Linked DNA regions of Mus musculus: all the other regions are linked to region 1. Evidence: chromatin contacts called from public Hi-C data. All regions are on one chromosome and are shown on one strand. The core of a region is the stretch at or near the end of the contact, and the rest is flanking DNA. Distances in the headings are between cores, read along the strand shown. Region 1 holds the start of Arhgap42 (Rho GTPase activating protein 42). Region 2 overlaps Arhgap42 (Rho GTPase activating protein 42). Region 3 has its middle 11 kb from the start of Gm22815.

Region 1 (4,484 bases), core at 1,194-3,693:
CTGAGCCATTTCTAATGTTTCAGATAGCTGGGTTAATGTGGCATGGGAGAAGGCTAGACTAACAAGTATGATTAAAGCATGAATCACAGACTGAGTCACCAGTAACAGAGCAGTGCAGGAAAGTGTCCACTCATAATAATACACTGCAGTTCGATCCTATTGGGTGAAGGGTAGACACACAGTGCTGTCTTACATCACTGCTCAGATGGGCTTCAGTGGAAGCCCCTGGGTCGGTAGGCACCCCTGCCCAGCTCCTGCATACCCAACCCGTTGCAACGAATATACTTGGTCATTTTCTGGATTTTCTTTCCTGAGAAGCGCTCAGGGTCATGCAGGATGCTCCAATATTTCTGCCTTCTCATATAAATCATGTTACCTGGGTCCCAGTGGTGTAGATAGTCAGCTTAAAACACGATTACCTCTATGCTTGAGGGAATGATAACCCAGGTATTAGAATCTAGACTACAGCTGCCTATAAGACTCCCGCAGAAACCTCACCAACAACTAAAAGCTGCTTATCAAAGCAATCCACAGAATTGGTTATAAGGCAGTTATGAGACAGAAGCCATTTTCTTGCTTTATAATGTTTCAAACTGGATCATAACATTTAGGTGCTTAGAACAGCAGCTACATAAAAAAGTTGTGAGTATACCATTTGTTAACCATTGCTGGTTTTCTGTCCTTCAGTTTGTGTGACAAATGGTTAAATCACAGTACTTGAAAGACAACTAGCTCACTATAGCCCCTTCATAGTTGATGAACAGTATTATTGCCTTCCCTTGTACTTCCAAATGAGGCATCTATGAAACTGACAGACAAGCTCCACACTCAGAAATTAAAATAGCTAAGATGAGGGCTGGCAAGACGGCTCAGCTGACAAAAGTGATTGCTGCTAGGCCAGAGAATCTGAGTTCAATCCCTGGTTTATCCCTTGTGGAAGGAACCAGTTACAGCCGAGTGTCCCTTGACTTCCACTGTTCAGATGTGTGTTCCCATCCCTAGAAATAAATATCACAAAAAGAAAATGTATAGAACTGTCATCACACATTTCTAAAGTGTGCAGACTCGTACTAAAAATATGGATGTAAGCTTTTAAAATGAGAATTTAAAAAAAGTCATCAAGCATACTGTTTACATGGTTTTGTCTGTTTTAAAGTTTACATGCTATTTTTGCTTTTTGTTTTGTTTTGTTGTTTTGTTTGTTTGGTTTTTCGAGACAGGGTTTTTCTGGGTAGCCCTGGCTGTCCTGGAACTCACTCTGTAGACCAGGCTGGCCTCGAACTCAGAAATCCACCTGCCTCTGCCTTCCGAGTGCTGGGATTAAAGGCATGCACCACCATTCCTGGCTGTTTACATGCTACTTTTAATGTTATTGTATGGCTGAAAAAAATTGCAGCTAAAGGTTCCTGAAATTTAATTGGGAAAAAATGTAAAGCACTTCAGTGGATTTTCCCATGATTTGTACAAGTTTCTTTTTTCCTTCCTTCCTTTCTTTTTTAAAAACAGATGGTTCAAATATACAAAGCAGTGGAAATGTAGAAATTAAAAACAGATCCTTAAGAAAAGTAACGGAGTTCTCAAAAAAGCTACAGGTGAGTGCAGGATGACATAAAATAGTAGGTTATTTTGTTGTCAGGGTTTCAACAGAACGCACATTTATTAGGTCAACCTCTGCTAATTGACTCTTTGCAGGAATTCATATATATATATTCATCTCAGAGACAGTGTTTCTCTGTGTAGTCCATGTTGGCCTTGAACTCTTGGCAATTCTCCTGCTTCAGCCAGTTGAATGCAGGTATTACCTACCACCACCACCAAAGGAATTAATGATTCCTTTGAAATGCTTGATCAGGTCAAGTCGATGAAAGTCTCTGAACTTGTAGGTCCACCCACCCAGGTGTCAATTAGAGACACTAAAACAGGGGTATATAACATGTGAAATGAGTTAATAAAATCAATTCCCCTTTCTTACAGACTGAGGGATAACACCCAACACACCTCACTGATGGGTCAATGCAGCGGGGTTGGGAGTCAGGCGGGACATCCTTTCTATTTTGGACTTATGGGCAGGACCCTGAAGTGAAACTTGAACCGGCTGGGAAGTGGTAGTTCCCGCAGGGGTTAACGTGGGAGTCAGACTGTTCCTGAGGGGGACGCTGGGGGTTGGAGATGGTTTGGGGCGCACAGGGCCTGGCGCTCTCAGTGGGCCCAGACGGGGACGGGTAGGAATCGGGTGAGGCTACAACACAGCAGTGCTGGGTGCGGGGAGCAAAGTGCGCACCGCAGGGACCGGGCGGGGACCGGGCGGGGACAGCGAGGGGCGGGGAGGGTGGAGGAGGGTCTGCCCGGGAGCTGCAGGCCGGCCCGCGTGCGCTCCGCACAGGGGGCGGGTTTCCCTACGGGCCCGAGTCGCCGTGAGGCGCCGCCAGCTAAGCGCGCGCCACTGTCCCCAGGGTCAGCGAGTGACGCTGTCAGAAGACTCCTCTGCGCTACAGCTTGTAGCCTCGCCACCCCCACGGTGCGAGCGAGCGACGATGCGAGCCGGTGACAGCGCCCGGAGCCTCCGCCCGGCCTCGGGGCAGCTGCACTGAGCCCGGCGCGCGGGGCCCAGTCCTCCGCTCTCCCCAGCGCTCCCCCGCGTTCGCAGTGTCCCCGCACCCGCCGCAGCTAGCGGCCGCCGCGCCTGGGCCATGGGGCTGCCCACTCTGGAGTTCAGCGATTCGTATTTGGACAGCCCGGATTTTAGGGAGCGATTGCAGTGTCACGAGATCGAGCTGGAGAGAACCAACAAGTTCATCAAAGAGCTGCTGAAGGATGGCTCTCTGCTCATCGGGGCGCTGAGAAGTGAGTGACGGGCCCCCAAGTGTGCAAGACCCCATGGGGTGCGGGACCCTGGTTGGGAAGCCCCAGACCGAACTTCTTTTGTTTGAATGGATTGGGGACAAAAGCTGAAGAGCTCCCCTGCTGGTGGCCAACAAAGTCTGTTCTTAGTGGTGCGGATTTACTTCCCAGGCAACACTGGGGAGGAAAAGTTTCCCCTACAGCCCTTGAGAGTCAACTTTTGAGACTTGTCAGTGAAAAGTTGGTAGAGACTTTCACTTTTGTTTGTTGTTGCTAAAGTTTCGGTGCCTGGTTGTTGTTGTTGTTGTTTTTGGTGGGGGGTTGGTTTTGTTGTTGTTGTTTTAAATTGTTTTGATTTTTCGTTTTAAGGTGGTGGAGAGAGCCACGCCAGTCAGGGCAACAGAGTGAGACCCTGTCTCATAAACAAAACAAACAAACCAAACAACAACAACAACAAATCAAAGCAAGCCAAACTCTCTGGGAAGAGTGGAAACAAGGGAGTCTGGAGAGTTAAAGTGAAGCTAGTGAATTTAATAATACTTTAGGAAAAGTAATTTCATACAACAATGACTCGTCATTGATTTGACCTTTTAAAAATACACGTCTGCAGTTTGGCCATTGGTAAGCTGTTTGGACCCAATAGGGTACCCGTGTATTTTAAAGCCCTTGTGAGTGTTCTGTTCGTATTAAATTTTGGCTTGCATCGTGTGGTGTGCAGTGTTGGTCATTGGTGAGAGCTCAGGTCTACATTCAGTCAGACCTGGTAGATGTCAGTATCTTTCCCACACTTCTCCCTTCAGGATATTCTTTACTCGTTTCTCCTTTAGAACTTCCCCTTCCATTATTACAACTCAAGCTTTCTCATACTGAGAACCAAGTGGATTACTTAGTACACGCTAAACGTTAACCATTGCCTTTCCCAGAATCCACTTGTGTCTTACATGGAAAATTGGGAAGGCTTCAGCTTCTGAAAAGAGAAGTGCTTCGGACTCTGGCCTCTTATGAGGGCGCTTACAGGATGGAGAGGCCTCTGGGTGATCTGGTAGTCCCCAGGACATGTTCAGGGTTGCTGTAATTGCACAGATGGAATGCCCATTGTCAATTAATTGGGATTTGAGACTACTATGATAATGATTATTTACTGTGGTTTGTGACAATGTGCAATGCTTCTTTGCAGTTCCTTGAGTTGTTACTAGGGAACCCTCCTCGCCAGGGATGCCTCCTCATAGAGGCTAAACCATTCCTGGTGTGTTATGCTAGGCAGGCTGACTACACTTGGGATCTCAGGTGCTCTGCATTTGGTGTTTCGCACGTTGGAAATACTTCCTGACACGTGTGTTTTTTCACTGGTGCTGTTGCACACTTCCCTGGGATTCTTCAGCTTAGCTTTATAAAGGCAATGTGTTTCTCAGCCCTGTTAGAGCTGTTCTGTCATGCACACCAGAGGAAGTGGTGAGTGTATCAAGACCTAGAGAATAACAGGAATGCCCAACCTTCTGATATTGTTATTTGAAGATCTACTGTTCTGCATCCACAGCTACCCTGAGACAAATGCAGCCTGTAGGCTGGCCCTGACTAGGCTGGACATATTGAGACCCTGCCTCATGAAACCAGCCGTATGCCCTTAAATGTATAAACCTGTT
Region 2 (4,484 bases), core at 503-3,002, 51 kb after region 1:
TCTTCTGCCGTTTCCTGAGCTCCAAAGGGAAGGATTTGATGGAGATACCACATTTGAGACTGAGTGTTCTAAGGTCTCTTATTCTCTGCACATTGACTAGCTTTGGGTCTCTGTATTTGTTCCATCTGCTTGCAGGACGAAGCGTCTCTGATAGTGGCTGAGCAAGGCAAATATCTGTAGCAGAATTCCATTAGGAGTCATTGTATTGCTGTGTTTCGTTAGCACAGCATGGTATTTGGTTCTCTTGTAGGTTCATGACCTATCTAGTCTTAGGTTCTTGCCCGCTTCAGTGCTTTGAAACAGCATTGCACATGGGGTTCCATATCATGAGGGGAAATATAATTTCAATGAAAGTAGAGTTGGGGGGAATGACACAAAGCCACTGTCTGAAATAAAAACAACATAACTATAGGAGAAAGATGGTAATCCAGAAGACAACAGCTTAGTGTGTGGCTTTGCAGGGAAATGAAAGTAGCCAAACCATGTTTCAACAGCAAATATCTTTAGCATATGATTCTAGGAACGCTTAGATGGAAAAAGGAAATAAATTGTTAAGAGTTGGCAATAGGCTGGTGAATGCCTGAGTAAAGGCAACACAAAGTCTTGCTCAAAGCCTTGATCTTGGGTAGACAGAAATGGTATGTGCTCCAAAGAAAAGTGGCTGCAACTGTGGAGGGCTAGGGAGATAGCTATAGTCAGAAGGCCTGTCAAGCACGCAGGAAGTCCTGGGTCCACAATGAGCATTCATACCTGGTATGGGACTGCCCAGCACTCATGAATTCAAGGTTCTCCTTGACTATCATTACGTTTGAGTCCAGCATGGGTTCCATAAGATCCCGTCTCAAGCAGAGAGAAGAGGCATGGTTATGAAATCAAACAAAGAACCTGGGGCAGCTGCAGACTCCCACTGGCATTCACTCTTTCACAAGCATTTTCCCTAGGGCAAGAAGATGTGTGGTTTATTTTGTCGTTTGAGCTATCTGTTTTTAACTTGGGTTGTAGCAATAGTGAAATCTTTGTGGCTTTTCGTTTTTAATTTTTATGGAATTTATGGCTCTATAGACATCATAGATAAAATCTGGGCAAGTATTGGACTCTTGTTGTTGTTATTTTTAGACTGGAATCTTCTGGAATAGCTTCCCAAACACATAGCATTCATGGGATTACAGACTGTTTGGTCTTCACAAGCAGCCAGTCCCACTATTTATTTTTACTGAAGCTCTCCTGAAGATAGGAATTGAATACCATATTAAATGTGTTATGCTTACAATGAAAATATTTCATCTTCTGCATCTGCTATCATAATAAATAGGGATTTAATAGTTAATGATTGTGCGAGTCAGTACTTGTTCTGAATGCTTAGGAAATTTCACATAATATCCACAGCAGTCTTGCATGGAGTTAGTGTCTTTTTTTTTTTTTCTTCCCCTACAAGAAACCTGGGATTTGATGAAGCTAACTTCTTGCTCAGGCATGACTTCTTTGCATGCTAGAAGGAGGTGTTTTGTTGATGTGTGTTGCTTTTGAGAGGAGTGAGTGTATCCTATGTCAAATGGGTGCAGAGATGAAGGTCCAGAATGTTCTTCAAAAAGAATGAGGCCATTCACACTGCACTGTTGGTTTTCTTCCTCTTTGAATGCCGCAGAGTCTGGTTGTTCCACCCTGGCACACATCAGACGAGTTAGGTGGCCTTGGGTAACCTGTTCTTCTCTGTGCCTCCAGGGCATTGTGAGCCATGTCAGGGCTGTGTGGCCTCTGCCAGTTCTATCTATGGTGCTGTTTCCCACCAGCTTGCCCATTGCAATGTAGTGGCCTCTTGGGGAGAGATGTTCCTTGACTCTGTTTTACTTTACATGTATGAGTGACTAACAATCCCGGAGCTTTGTCCTGGAGTCTTCTGAGGAATATTTCTTTAAATTATCCAACATCCATTATTTTCTGACATGTACATAAAATAGAAACTTGCGAAACAATCATGTGTAGAGACTTTGTTCAAGTGAAAGCCGTAGAAACCCTGAGTTCCATTGTGTTTTCCTTGGATGCTCCATGCCCAGCATGATTCCTTAGGACTTTCCTGCATAGAACAAGCTGACACATATGATTCCAGAGAGAGCCCTAAAACATCTCTGAGATGATTAAAAACTGAGGCTTATTTGCCAGACTCCTGACTTGGTCTGTTCTGTAATGTGCTGTGTGGCTTGCATTACATTAAAGCTTCTGTTCCATTACCATGAGCATTTCAGCAACTTGCCTACAATGGAATCTTTATGCACATTCTTCTCTTCCTGCGACTTTGCCCCTCTCTTCTTCTCTATTTCTTTTTTCCCCTCCCCCTCCCTGTATGTATGTGTTATCACTAATGAACTAAGGTTTTTTGTTTTTGTTTTTCAAGGAGCAAAGAATATATACCTATCTCCTCTCCTAGCCTACTCTATATTTCCTCCAACAAGACTACTCCCTAAAGTGTCCATATTCTCCATAGGTAGCACTATCAATCAGGGCAGGATTCAGATACATGAGACATTGCAGGACATGTCTCATTCAAAGTGCAACTGTGGGACATGTGGGCTTGTAATAGCATAGAAGGAGGTAGTCTCTGAGAGTTTAATTATTTACCCAGCTCCTACAAATCTGTGCTTGCAACCATCTAACATGTACTAATGACAAGATGTGACAGGTACTGGGTAGATTCATGGGTGACAGCCTTTCTTCACCTTATTGTACTGTTTAAACTATGCTGGCTAAGTTAGGTTTACACACATCTGATATAGAAGAGAGACTAGAGAGCCTCTGTGTGCAGCACATACAAAAGCCTCCATGTACAATACTTTGATAAGGGAGAGGTAAAGTGTGAAGATGGAAGAAGACAGGGGAGGCTTTTTGAAGAGATGGAGGAATCTTGAAAGGATCATTTTTATTCTAGAGTGTGAACTAAATATATGTTCTTTTAAAAAATATATAGTTTTCATTTTATGTGCATTTGGTGTGAGAGTGTCAGATCCCCTAGAACTGCAGGTAGCGAGTATCTGTGAGCTGCCATGTGGGTGCTGGGAATTGAACCCCTGTCCTCTGGAATAGCAATCGGTGCCCTTAACCACTGAGTCATCTTTCCAGTCCCTAAGTACATGTTCTAAGTAGGTAAGATAACATAACTACAAGACAGAACATGGTTTATTTAAGATGGTGAAATTTTTCTGCTGCCTGTGAGTTTTGATAGTATTGTTGGGTCTGTCGAAGCTGCGCTTTAGAAGTTTCTGGACTCAGGAAATTATTAGCTTTGCTGGTACCTGGCTGTATCTCTCAAGTTTCTGTTTTTATTGATGCCTGTGATAGTTCTCCCCCAGCAGGATGCACTGTGCCTTCTAAATTTCCACCACTATCCAAAGACTGCAGACTGTGGCAGAGGCTGGGAGTGCTGGTATGGCTTGCTGGATTAAAATTCTGGTTAACTTCTTATGATGTTAGTCTGTGTGAAGTTGTGAATAGACGCTGACTTTCTTTTCTTTCATGTGTCTGTCTGTCTGTCTGTCTGATATCTATCTATCTATCTATCTATCTATCTATCATTTATTTACTTACTGAAGATGAGTTGCGTGCCCAGCACAGATAGTACATGAGGGGAAATTAGAGGAGAACTTTCAGATACTGCCTTCTCCTACTGTGAGCTCCATTAACCTCTGGGCCATCTTGGTGGCCTGTGCACACCCTGTCTGTAATTCAGGATTTTCATCTGCAAAATGAAAATGTTGCTATCTAGTTCTCAATGGCTGCTGCAGAGACGTCAGGGTTGGTTGTGTTAAGTGCTTTGAAGAGTACCAGGTGCACAGTATGATCTGTATGGTTACCACGGTCGGTCTTGTCAACCTTTTAGTGTTAACCTTTTAGGAGAATTTGTTTATTACCTCTGCTGCAGCTAATTGTATCCCTTATACCTCTATTGGACTGTGCTCTTTGTAAAGAAGCATTGGTACATTTGCTCTGTTCTGTTTTAATTCTCTTTTTTCTCTTTCTTTCCTTCTTTCTTTCCTTCCTTCTTTCTTTCCTTCTTTCTTTCTTTCTTTCTTTCTTTCTTTCTTTCTTTCTTTCTTTCTTTCTTTCTTTCTTTCTTTCCTTCCTTCCTTCCTTCCTTCCTTCCTTCCTTCCTTCCTTCTTTCTTTCTTTCTTTCTTTCTTTCTTTCTTTCTTTCTTTCTTTCTTTCTTTCTTTCTTCCTTTCTCTCAGTTTTATCTCAACTGAAACTTGCTACGTAGCTGAGGCTGATGAGGAATCCATCATCTTCCTGGAATTCTTGCCTCCCATGTTCTAGGGTTACCTGGGTGTCCCACCAGGCCTTGCTTTTTGTTTCTATGTTTGGGTTCTCATTGCCACATAGTGTCTGTCTGCCCTCTTCACAGTAGAGTGAAGTCGATGATGTATGTCTGGGGATATGTCCCCTTGGAGATCTATTTAAACCTAATCCTAGAAATACTGAATTTTGGAAATGTG
Region 3 (4,484 bases), core at 1,059-3,558, 51 kb before region 1:
GCATAGGGAAGACATGTTATTAGTAAAGCAGACAAATACATTCATTCTACAATGACATTGTTCTGCTAGAAGGATCTTAATTTGGGGCATGTTACATGGCTCAGTAGATAGAGGTGCCTGCTGCCAAGCCTGAGGCTGTGAGTTTTAACCTCCAGCCTCACATGCTAGAAAAGAGAACTGACCTCTGCAAATTGGTCTCTGACTTTCACATACATTGTGCATTGTGGTATAAAGGTATAAGTACCTGTTTCTCTCTCTCTCTCTCTCTCTCTCTCTCTCTCTCTCTCTCTCTCTCTCTCTCCCTCACAGACACACACACACATCTGCATACACATACAATAAATATATAAATATAAAAATATATAAGTAAAAATGTAAGAAATATTTATCTCAAATTATCTTCTTTAAATTACCCATTATTAAAATTAAATACATTTATTTGTTGTAGTAAGGTTAAAAATTGCATGTAACCCCCCAAAAAATTTGTAGTATAAATCTCATTGAGTACTATCTTTTACTTTCTAATTCTAATTCTTAAAGACTTTTGGAGGGCAATTGCATTCACTGTATGAAATTTGCTTCTGAGAGCAGTAGAAAGACTAAAAAGAAAAGAAATGAGACAAGGTCTCATTATCTACCACTGACTGACCTGAAACTGGCTATTTAGAACAGGCTGGTTTCAAATTCACAAATATATTCTTTTATACACATATAATGTGTTTGTGTGTGTGTGCATGTGTGTACATGTGTGCATGTGTGTGAAGCAGATAAAGCAAGTGATATTTTATAAAATTGTTTCCCAAATCAACAGATTATATTTTTCCATAGAAACTCATGCCTCACCTAGACCTGTGGAAACAAACACTGTAACCCCACAGTAATTTTGCATGAGCACCTGGTACTGCTGTGCTATGTGGAGTTCAGTGTAGCACCAACCTCATTGACTGGCAGAACCTAGAAAAGCTTCCTATTCATCATAACTACCTAACTTGTTCACACCCTATCATTTTATATAACTCAAAATCAAGAAGACTCTAAGATTCCATTCTCTTTATCATTACATCATGCTAATATAAACTCTGTGTCATGCTGGTGATTTCTGCTATATTCACAGGAACCAATTCCATTCCAATCTCACAGAGCCCATGAGAGCTATGGGTATACACCTGTGAAACTGCCCAGTGTTAACCAGAGAGGTGTTAACTAAACACATGCTCTGGCTGAGCCTGACAGATGTGTTTACATACCAACTTTTTACAAGGCCCTGACTAATTCCCAGGGAGCAAGCGCCCTTCCTCAGAGCCAGGGCTCTCTGTAGAGCCTGCCTGTGCTTGTTTTTCAACTCTCTGCACATGTGACTTGGGAAGCTTGTTTATTTATGCTGGGAAACATCATCCGTTTTCCCACTGCAAAGGCTGACTCCACTCTCATGTGAATCTGGGATAGCTAAACTGCCCGTGACCTGGAGGTCCACAAGCTGCCCACTCCCCAGCATCTCCCAGCCTAGCATCTCCTCTGTCACCTCTCATTTCCTGTCCTACATCCTCCTTCCCTGTCTTCTCAGTGTGGTCCAAACTTCCCTACTGCTCCTTATTCCTCCTATTAGTGCTTTATTAGCACATACAAAATATGCCCAATACCTGATTCAATTTGACATTTGTACACACATGTAATATACTTTCACCATATGTTCCCTGTATTATTCTCTCCTACCCGGATCCCACTCCTGAACTCTCTCCTCTTCATTACTAGTCTCCTTCGTAATTTTATGCCTTTCATTGTCAGCTAATGAGTTCAATTATGATTACTTATAGGTATATGGGTGTGGAGTTAGTTGCAGGAGCTTGAACAACTTACCAGTGAACACTATGTTTCTCGACACCCTAGAAATACTGTGTATAGGTCTTTAGTGATGGCTGGCTCTTGTATAGATTTTGGATGTGCAACATGATATTTTGATATATTTAAACATATGAATGTTTACTATAATCAAACATTGTCTCAGACAGTGAACCCTTTGTGTGTGTGTGTGTGTGTGTGTGTGTGTGTGTGTGTGTGTGTGTATGTCTGGGATAAGAACACTTACCTTCTACTGTCTGGAAAATTCTCAGTCCATAGTCATACCGACTCATCTGTAACTAGTCAGGATATTGAGAGAGTACCCATTGAGTTGGATAAACTCTTCCAGTCTCCCAGACCAAATAGAAACACAAATTTGTTAAGCTCCCCCACCCCTGTATCACCCATTCTCCACCCCCAGGGCCAGAGGTGAGGAACAGGAACAATGAACAAGGCTCACCCAGTGCTACTCCCAGACGCTCTCTCCACAGCCGCTTACTGACTTAGGTTTAATTAGTTCTGGGACAGAGTTGGAGGCGTTGGTTTGGACAGATGTTAAAGTTCACAATAAAGTAGACAATGCAGATCGCAATCTGGGCTGAATAGTTCTGCTCTTTCATTACAACATCACATTTGCATGTGATGAGCCATCTCCTGGATTTTGTTGCTGAGAACAAACTTTCATACACTAAGAAAACAAAGAATGTGAAGTTCTTTCCTGGAAACATCATCTCCTGCTGGTTGATTATTTATAAAACCTTTGCGTACTGAGAAGACAGAACCCAACATGGTGACACATGACCGAGATCCTAAGACTAAGGAAGCCACAGCAGAAATACCACAAAGAGTTTGAGGTCATCCTTTGCTATGGAGTGAAATTTAGGTCAACCTGGGCTACAGAAAGAGACTCTGACTCAAAAATACAAAAACAAATTCTAAAATTATGATAAATTTTATAATTGATTTAATATGGGGTAAACACTAGAAGTGGTTTCTATAGTAAGGTACATGGACTTTGGATTTTGGTGCAACAAAACAGAGCCTACTTTCCTGCATGTTCTAATCAAATAAGAGTAATTATGAGCCAGGCATGACAGTGCATACCTGTCACCCCAGCACTTAGGAATGGAAGGCAGAAAGATCAGAAGTTCAAGGTCATCTTCAGCAACATGAGTCCAGCCTGAGCTACAGGAGATACTGCATATATTGAAGTAAATCTCTGCATTAAAAGATACCCGAGGACACATTTTCTGCTTAATGCTACCAAGTGTTTTAGCATTTTCAAATTTTCCAAAGTGTATCTTAACTAAAGGAGACTCATGCTGAATTCCTTCTAAAGCTACATGGAACATGTATTGTGATTTGGGAGTTGAGCAGATACCACCTGTACCAAGCTGTTTCGACTGTGATATTGAAACTAACTCAGTTAAAATCCTTATCTTCCCTTTTTCATCTAGAGAATCATCAAGACTACCAACAGTCTAGAATTAAATTCATTCAGGTGTAGAGATTCTGTCCTACCCTCTCACTGATATGAAATACCTATGCAGTGGTCAGAATCTTAAACATGGTGCCAGCAGATTTTCAGAGACTTTCCCTTTGTGTTTAGAATGGTGTATATCTGTTGGGTGTCATGAGGAGGGTTCCAGGTGGTGTGAGGGCTCACTCAGGTCAATTCTAGTGTCATCTGTCTCTTGAACCCCACAACTTTTACTGAAATGCTGCTGAGCAAAGTGGTGCACTATATTCAGAGCAAGGAATTCTGGGATTATCTCATGGGTATGCAATTTTGGGGTGTACCAACTGGGGACTCGCCATTGCTGCTATCAATGATGTGAAGAAGTATCCAGAGTGTAATACAACTTGGAAATTGGCTTATGTTTGCATGTATGTAACACATGAAGTAGCTCTGCTCATTCAGGGAGGACAACTCATCGACTATGAGATGATAAGCAAGCATCTGCAAAGCAGTGCTTCGAACAACTCTTCAAGGGGACAGCACCCTGGCCACTGCAGCCAAGGCCCAGATGACATCAGCATAGTCTTACTAAGGGAATGTGGAATCTACCTCTAGGAACTATGCTAACATTATGCAATAGCCAACTCTCTGCTGACTTCTCTGTTGTAGTCTAAGAGTTGCCCCACAAACCACACAAACACTGATCTCAGTCAGACAATGATGACTTGTTGAATGCACACCTTAATACTGATAGAACAGGACCATAGCTCAGACAGGGCTAAGCCATGGCATTGGCCATCTTTCTCTGTCAGCTTATAAAGGAAAAATACAAACAACAAAAACAAAAATCAAAAAAAAAAACAAACAAAGACAAAAACAAACAAACAAAAAACACAGGGAGTTCATACGCAGGCACAGGAAGTGCTCCCGGTGGTCAACTCTGACTCAAGTCATTTTACAAATAACAGTTCATATTGACCTTTTAATTTATGGGTCCTACATAAAGGTTTGCTGTATTTCTTTTTTTTTTTAATTCTGAACAAATTTTTTATTAGATATTTTCTTCATTTACATTTCAAATGCTATCCTTTAAGTCCCCTATACCCTGCCCCTGCCCTGCACCGCAAACCACCCACTCCTGCTTCCTGACCCTGACATTACCCTGTACTGGGGCATATAATCCTTG

The links. Hi-C and Micro-C count contacts between places; a contact is called where the count stands out from the background.
Region 2: a contact with region 1 is called in a Hi-C map of uterus, with 2.0 times the contacts expected there. The contact joins the enhancer-like site here to the promoter of Arhgap42 in region 1. A contact is called at or near these places in 6 of 39 promoter capture datasets (the 3T3-L1 cell line, 3T3-L1-derived adipocytes, the C10 cell line and 1 more), 15 of 484 Hi-C or Micro-C datasets (3T3-L1-derived adipocytes, the C2C12 cell line, brown adipocytes and 6 more) and 6 of 115 datasets of contacts at active chromatin or transcription factors (astrocytes, embryonic fibroblasts, embryonic stem cells and 2 more).
Region 3: a contact with region 1 is called in a Hi-C map of the MNK3 cell line, with 2.5 times the contacts expected there. The contact joins the enhancer-like site here to the promoter of Arhgap42 in region 1. A contact is called at or near these places in 2 of 39 promoter capture datasets (the 3T3-L1 cell line and stem cell-derived epiblast-like cells), 2 of 484 Hi-C or Micro-C datasets (the MNK3 cell line and uterus) and 3 of 115 datasets of contacts at active chromatin or transcription factors (embryonic stem cells and neural progenitor cells).

What each region holds. Positions count from the first base shown.
Region 1 is chr9:9,236,986-9,241,469 of GRCm38.p6, reverse strand. Arhgap42 (Rho GTPase activating protein 42) reads left to right here and starts at 2,443. Exons shown (of 24, transcript NM_001372563.1): 1 at 2,443-2,844. The coding sequence starts at 2,691. All of the region lies in intron 2 of Gm16833 (predicted gene, 16833), which reads right to left.
Region 2 is chr9:9,185,634-9,190,117 of GRCm38.p6, reverse strand. The region is part of intron 1 of Arhgap42 (Rho GTPase activating protein 42); the gene reads left to right. Among named protein-coding and RNA genes, the nearest start is that of Gm16833, 48 kb to the left of the region's middle. Within about 2 kb of position 1,752, at least 16 of the 459 cell types and tissues checked have an H3K27ac peak or open chromatin away from gene starts, as enhancers often do. A contact at or near this core is called in uterus, where this site is marked.
Region 3 is chr9:9,287,760-9,292,243 of GRCm38.p6, reverse strand. It overlaps the pseudogene Gm51662. Among named protein-coding and RNA genes, the nearest start is that of Gm22815, 11 kb to the left of the region's middle. Within about 2 kb of position 2,308, at least 26 of the 459 cell types and tissues checked have an H3K27ac peak or open chromatin away from gene starts, as enhancers often do. A contact at or near this core is called in the MNK3 cell line and uterus, where this site is marked.